Regions from separate parts of the Sus scrofa genome. Here region 2 is linked to region 1. The links are chromatin contacts, called in public HiChIP or PLAC-seq maps. All regions are on one chromosome and are shown on one strand. Each heading gives the region's core, a stretch centred on a gene start, on an enhancer-like site or on the middle of the called end of the contact. The rest is flanking DNA. Distances are from core to core; before and after follow the strand shown. Region 1 holds the start of PMAIP1 (phorbol-12-myristate-13-acetate-induced protein 1). Region 2 holds the start of LMAN1 (protein ERGIC-53).

Region 1 (3,204 bases), core at 640-3,139:
AGATTGACACACCCTTTGTAGTAAACATGATGTAATGTGTTTTTCTTTTGTTGAATGTCTATACTGCATCTCAGGGTGCAGGAGTTGATGAGAAGTTTACTAATTTATCTAATCAGGGATCCAACGGTGTCAGTCAAAAAGAGCCTTGAGAATTTTGGGGGGCTACCAGGTTCAAGATAAGCTGCATCTCTCTTGGGCTTCCTGTGACATGTGGTGGTTAACTCCTGAATTTTGTGTATTCTTATCCCTGGGTGTTCATCACACTCAAAACCAAATTGTTTAAATTCAAGAGTAGTTTTGTTCCATGCTTATAGCATTGTCTACATTTCTGCAGGACCAAGCCACAAATAAAAACCTGCAGGTTTGTGTTGATTGAGTGACTTAAGGTAAACAAACAAGTTCAAATGCCTACTGGGGCCAGATCAAGTAAATGAGAAAAACAAACAGCAGGGAGCGTGGCCAACCTGAGTGACCCCGCCCAATGTCTCTCTACGGGGAATGGCAGCCTCCAGCCCGCTCTGCTCTTTAGGAAAACGGATCCTGCGTTGTCAGGAACTAATGATTTCCTAAAGGAAGCCAGAAATCTGGACTTTTAATGTAATCTCTCCATTTTTAAATGTTGGAAAACCAATTCGAATTTTCACAAGACATCTGGTAGACCAATACGGAGAACCAAACCAAGCACTTCTAGAAAGTCATGGAGCTCTAAGCAACCAATTTACAGCCTCTGCATTATTCAGGGCAGATAATAAAAGAACACTCTTTTTCTAAAACACTGATTCCTGGTAAGGCGGCAGTGGGTAAGAGGGCTTGCTCGGTATGGGCCTGCCAGGGTTCAGATTCTGCCACTGATCTCTGCCTGTGTGAGCTGAGGCAACTCGATCTCTGCAAATTTCAGCTTTTGAACCACACGATCTAAAGTGGCCACACGATGCTAAGAATGCCAGCTTGGTAGGGTAGTTCTGAGGACAGAATAGGAAATGCCTGCGGAATCCCTTAGCATGAAGGGGTCCTCAATACCTATGACCATTCCAAATGACTCCTCCTTTTTACAAAAACAAAAGTATTCAAGTGCCAGCCAAACATCGTGCAAATAACTTCCTATTCCCAGATTCCTCATTCTTTCCTCCACCAAAGCATTGAAAGTTTTCTACACGATGACCTACTCTTTTTTTGTGTTACTAAACATCTACAATGGTCAGGAGACCCATGGGGAATAAACGCTCTACTTTTTCAACCCAGCCGTGAATTAGTTAGCCCCCTCCCTCATTCACATTCCCTCCCCCTCCCAAATCTAAAGTGTTTGCTCGCGTGCTCCGAGTTTTCAATTTGCAACAATTTCCCAATAGTTTCAGTTTCAATCTGGTACTTTTCTCACTTGGCTTCTGGTACCATCTCTATGGTTATTAAAGTTTTCTTCATTTCACGTCCCAGAAACTTCCTAAGTTCTCGGAGTTTGAAAACTGTCCTCTTCTAAACTCTTTTCGGGGTTTGTTTACAGACGTCGCTAATTGCCCATTTCTGATAAGGACGAAGCTCCAGGATTCCCCATCCCCAACCTTCTGCTAGGAGAACCTTTCTCCGCTCGCGACTCCTACACCCCGACAAGTCTGCAGCTGACTCGTTTGTCAAGGAAGTAATTTCCAGGCTGGGCCTTGCCTCTCCCGCCAAGCTCCCGGCGCCCCCCGCCGCGGATCGGCGCCGCCGCAGGTCGCCAGCGGGTCCCGGCGGGTCGCGCTGCACCGCGCGCTGCGCTGGGCCAGTTACTCGCTCCCCCCGCCCCTTTGCGCGCTGGTCCGAGGGGGCGGGGACAGGGGCGGGCCCGGCGTCAAGTTTCTCTACGTCACTGGGAAGTCCCCATTAGGTCGGAGCGCGGGCAGCGGCGGGAGCGCCAACCTCAGAGGCTTTTGGGCGTTCAGGGTGTTGCTTTTCTAGCTCTCTCCCGCTTGCTCGCTTCTGCCCGACCGCCCCGCGCGCAGCCTGCTACCTGCAGAGCCAAGGTGCTCGGGTCCGGGGACTGAGTTCTCGGAGTTTTGCGGCAAAGTTCCGGCTGCTGTTTGCGGAGATGCCTGGAAGGAGGTCTCGTAGGAACACTCAGACGAACCCTACGCGGGTGGCCCTCCCGCCAGGTAGAGAGCAGCTGGGGCCCGCGGAGATCCTGACCCGGGGCGGAGGCTGGGGTCGAGGTCTCGGTCCGGGCGGAGTCACCCCATGTGCGCCGGGCCTCAAGGTCAGGCCGGCGCTGTGCCCTTGCACATGTTTTAGGGGCGCCGGCAGGAAGTTCTTTAGGGGTTTAACCGCGGACCGTGGATATGACCAGGGAGGGAGTCCGGCTTAGGGTTGGGATGCAGCAGCATTTCAGAGGATGCTGAGATCAGCTTTCCCATCCCCACTTGTTCTGCCCCTGGGCCATGGGAAGAAAAAGAGCAAGTACGGGCGCCAGCCACGCGGAGAAAGTCATTGCCATGGCGGGTGGGGCCGAGAGAGGCTCCAGGAGCTTCCTGGCCTCCCAGCGTTTTCTGAGGGAGGCCCTCTCCCTCCCGTATTCTGGATCTTTTGAGCCTTACCCCCCTACCCCAGGCAGTAATAATGCTTGATACTATCACAGGCCTTCCACAAAAAACTGACGGAGGGGTTGGAGGTCCCACAAGGACTGGTGAAATCAGGATAATAGAAAGTTTTTCTTCTTTGTTAGAAGTGTAACATTTTAACAATCGATATTAGCTGCAGAAATGGGGTAGGAGAACAGGAGTTGGTCCGCAATGTTTTTCAATCCACCCGTTCCTCTGCCCTTCCCCATCCGTGTACCTCATCAAATAATTTAAGGTCGGTTTCCTTATAAATCTTATCAAATGGAGCAGCCATCTGCTCCTAAGGAGCAGTTGCAAAGAAGGCAAATAAGTCTCTGAGCTGGAAATCTGTGTGGGTCATACTGCTGTTACATCAGATGGTAATAGGCCGTTTTATACTTAGTTTAACTTTTTAGAGCCCATGGACCGCTCAAAGGAAGTGGTGCATTGCCCGTGTGGTCATGGCAAAGCTGGCACCAGGCTGCTCTCTTGACTCTTGCTTGGGAGGGAAGAAACTTTGCCCGTCTTTTGTGCTGGCCCAGAAATCTGGCCATGTTTCAAAAAATTTCCCATCATCTTCAAGAGCCGACTTACTCCCTATTAATAAGAGACAGCAGAAAGGTCCCTCTTAAAC
Region 2 (3,468 bases), core at 677-3,176, 420 kb before region 1:
CTAAATTCTAATCTTTTTCAAATTCAATCTAGCCATACAACTTTCATTCACTCAGGTACATTATCTGACATTTCTGCAGCAGAACATCTTAGTTATAGGTTCTAAAAGAAAGTCAATGTAATTAATTTAAGTAGTTGACTGACATTCCTAATTGGCTGATGTATGTAGTATGAGCATAAGAAAAAGAGAAAAGAGCAAGCTGGCAATGGAGAAAAGCAGAAGTGAAAAAACACGAACAAATTTATCACCACCACAGAAAAATTCATCGTCATTCCAAGAAGAAAAACAGAAATCCCCCAAACCTTTGTTGGGTACACCTGCATCATATTTGTGTATTAAGAACAATGCTACCTTGCTAAAAAAACACTCAACTATATAACCTTGATGAGTGGGCATAAAATAAATGTCTGCTGAGTAACAAAGTAACTGCATTTTATTTCAAATACTTAATTCCATGCCTTTTAATGTAATTAATACATTAATTTCAGTGAAATAGCTCTTCCTAAAAGTGTACTTCCTATTCAGCAATTACTTTCTAGAAATGAAACATTTTGTTTCCAGCACTGGATGATCTCAGATGATGTATACAAACCTTATATAAATGATTGCTTTATAACACATAAAGATGGAATTCAAATTGCCACCGATTTGAAGACTTGCCACTTGTTTCAAAGGTTGTATCTGATGGTCACTGAACAGTTTATGGCGTGCCAAGTGCTACCGCTGATTCCTTAGTCAGCAGTGACACATCAGCACTAAAGTACAGATATGTTTTCTTTCACATATGTAAATATCTAGCAAGGCACTTAGCCATCAACAGCGTCTAACAGTGCCAAACACAGAGTGAATAAAACATGGAGTACAGGAGAAATTGAAATAATTTCTCCCCCCAAACTAAAAACAAAACAAAAAATAGCTTTACATATGTTATTCTTAGCCTCGTTCTCAATCAATATTAAAAAAACCCACAAAACAACACTCTTCTACTAAATAAAGCAAGGAGTGTCACTATTAAGTTACATACTGTGTTAATACAAGATAAAAGATCGAAGACCATATCAAGTCACTGAGAAAGGCAAATTTAAGGTACAGTTCCAACAGGGTTAGAAGAATGTCTTCTGAACTAAAGACTACTCTAAAGCCAACACATGCCAACTCTGGAGCCGTCAGGGGGCATCAGGTACAAACTGGAGCATTACCTACCGCTAACCCCGAAGGGAAAAAAGCAGAGGAGGGCCGAGGGGAAGCAGGAAAGAAGGTGGAGGGCTGCTAGACCAGGTCTCAGGTTGGAATGGATAGGAGTGGGGGCGAGGGAAACGTTTTCCCTTGAGACGTGGCGTTAGGGTGAAACGTGATGCCTAGAAGCGGGCTTAGGTGAGCCTTTGGAAGTGTAGGAAGTAACGAAAAACCTCTAGATCAAACGGAAAGCACAGACATCAAAGAAGGGAGGACAGGAGGAAGGTGGGTGGAGAGAATGTGAGGAAGACTTGGGGGGAGATGGAGGGAACTTTGCGGACCAGAGTCGGCCTGCAGGAGGGGCTGCTGAGAAGGGTCCCCTCCACCGCGCGTACGATGTGCAGCGGAGAGAAGGTGAAGAAGAAGAGGCTCAAGGCAGGGAAGGGACCAGATCCCCCCGCCCTCTGCCCCGGCTTACTCCCCGCGTAGGCCCAGAAGGGCACGGTCCCGTCGCTCTGCACCAGGTGCGGTCCCTTGAAGCTGTATTTGTACTCGAAACGGCGATGTGGCTGCGCTGCTGAGGAGCCCGTGGAGCCAGCAGCCGCGGGGTCGCCTCCCACGCCGTCGCCCCCAACGAACCGAAAGAGCGACAGCAGCAAGGCGCAGAACAGCGGCCGAGCTCCAGTCTGGAGACCCCTTTGCCTGGATCTCGCCATCTTGGATTCTGGTAAGCGGACGCTGGCGGGAGGAGGCGGGCGGGAGCTCCGGACGGCCAACAGGGCGCTCGCTGATTGGCGGAGCCCGGGAGACCCCGAGGGCAAAGGTGAGACCCGCCCTCAGCCTTTGCTATCCTGGCGACCTGGGAAAACGGAGTATCTGGGGGCGTGGCCACGTAATAGGGGACCGGGCCCGGGGCGTCAAGGTCCTCGTGCTTCTCTTCTCCTCTCCCAGGGCGGGAAAGGGGCTCCAGCGTTCCCTTGCCATGTGACGTGGAGTAGTGGAGGAGGTGACCCGAAGCCTACCTGCAAGAGCTTTTTCGTATCTCTTAATATACCTTAGAATTCTTGAGCTCTGACAGCTGTGGACACACCACATCAGTCCACCCTGGTCATAATAAACCTAGGCATTCCTTTCGACCTGATACCAATTGTTCAGTAGCTGGTTTTCATTAGGTGGGCTTTGCAGAAGCCAGTCTTTCTAGAAATGAAGCGTAATCTGAACACTAAGAGTCCCAGCCCAATGAGCTACACCAGCTTGTGTTAGGGCATTTCAAACTGGAACCAGCGATCCACAGGGCTGGAGAGACCTAGGATCCTTTTGTTGGTGTTGAATCAGGTATGAATTTATTACTAAACTTTTACCTTTCTCAAAATGTAATTCCAATAGCTTTCCAATTTTTAAAACCATAGCAATAATGATTCAAATGAAACTGATTTTTGTTTAGTTTTGATAAGAGGAATTATGTGCCATGAAGGGAGGAACCAATAGAACCTGGACCCTGGAGATACTGTTGTTACAGATTCTCTTGTGGCTCCCGCGGGTTAAGGCTCTAGCCTTGTCACTTCAGCGGCTGGGGTCACTGCTGTGGCATAGGTTCCATCCCTGACCCTGGAACTTAATCATGCTGTGAAGGTGGCCAAAAAAGAAAAAAAAAAAAATAGTATTGTTCTCTGATTCGACAAGGTTTGCATTTTAAAGAGGATTCTTTTCCTTACCTAGGAAAAATATTGTCAAAGTATTAATGATCATCCAGAGTTTTGTTTTCATAAATGTCTTAATTTTTTAAAAAATCTGAGAATAAGTATGATTTAAATGGTTTATTTCATTAGCTTTTAATGGGGCCATGAGTACCACACTTGCCCTAGGAACTGTATGCCCACATTATTTTAATTATTTTTCATTAACCTCCCAACTTCTCATCTCCAGATTCATGAACCATTACTATTAAATCTCTTTCTGGTTGTCAAATATCAAATCTTTAAGTTATGGCTCTCCACTCTTCATTTTTCAGATGTATCTAAATGAAAGTACACTCCTCATACCACCTCAGCAACAGTAGGAACAAATATTTATTGTCTGTATAGAATATGTGGGTCATTGCCCCAGGCTCTCCAGGGTTTTCAGTCCATAGAATTTAACTATTTTAGGAGTTCCCATCATAGCTCAGTGGTTAACGAATCTGACTAGCATCCATGAGGACGAAGGTTCGATCCCTGGGCTTGCTCAGTGGTTTAAGGATCTGATGTTGCCATGAGCTGTGGTGTAGATTGCAGACACGGCTTGGATCCTGTG

The links. HiChIP or PLAC-seq counts read pairs in DNA pulled down with a chosen protein or histone mark.
Region 2: a contact with region 1 is called in an H3K27ac HiChIP or PLAC-seq map of alveolar macrophages. The contact joins the promoter of LMAN1 here to the promoter of PMAIP1 in region 1. A contact is called at or near these places in 1 of 5 promoter capture datasets (liver), 1 of 47 Hi-C or Micro-C datasets (liver) and 1 of 2 datasets of contacts at active chromatin or transcription factors (alveolar macrophages).

Annotation. Positions count from the first base shown.
Region 1 is chr1:161,186,823-161,190,026 of Sscrofa11.1, reverse strand. PMAIP1 (phorbol-12-myristate-13-acetate-induced protein 1) reads left to right here and starts at 1,889. Exons shown (of 2, transcript NM_214147.2): 1 at 1,889-2,129. The coding sequence starts at 2,066.
Region 2 is chr1:161,605,580-161,609,047 of Sscrofa11.1, reverse strand. It overlaps LMAN1 (protein ERGIC-53), which reads right to left and starts at 1,926. Exons shown (of 14, transcript XM_021099870.1): 1 at 1,655-1,926. The coding sequence starts at 1,892. It overlaps LOC106509065 (a long non-coding RNA gene), which reads left to right and starts at 2,032. Exons shown (of 3, transcript XR_001306290.2): 1 at 2,032-2,511.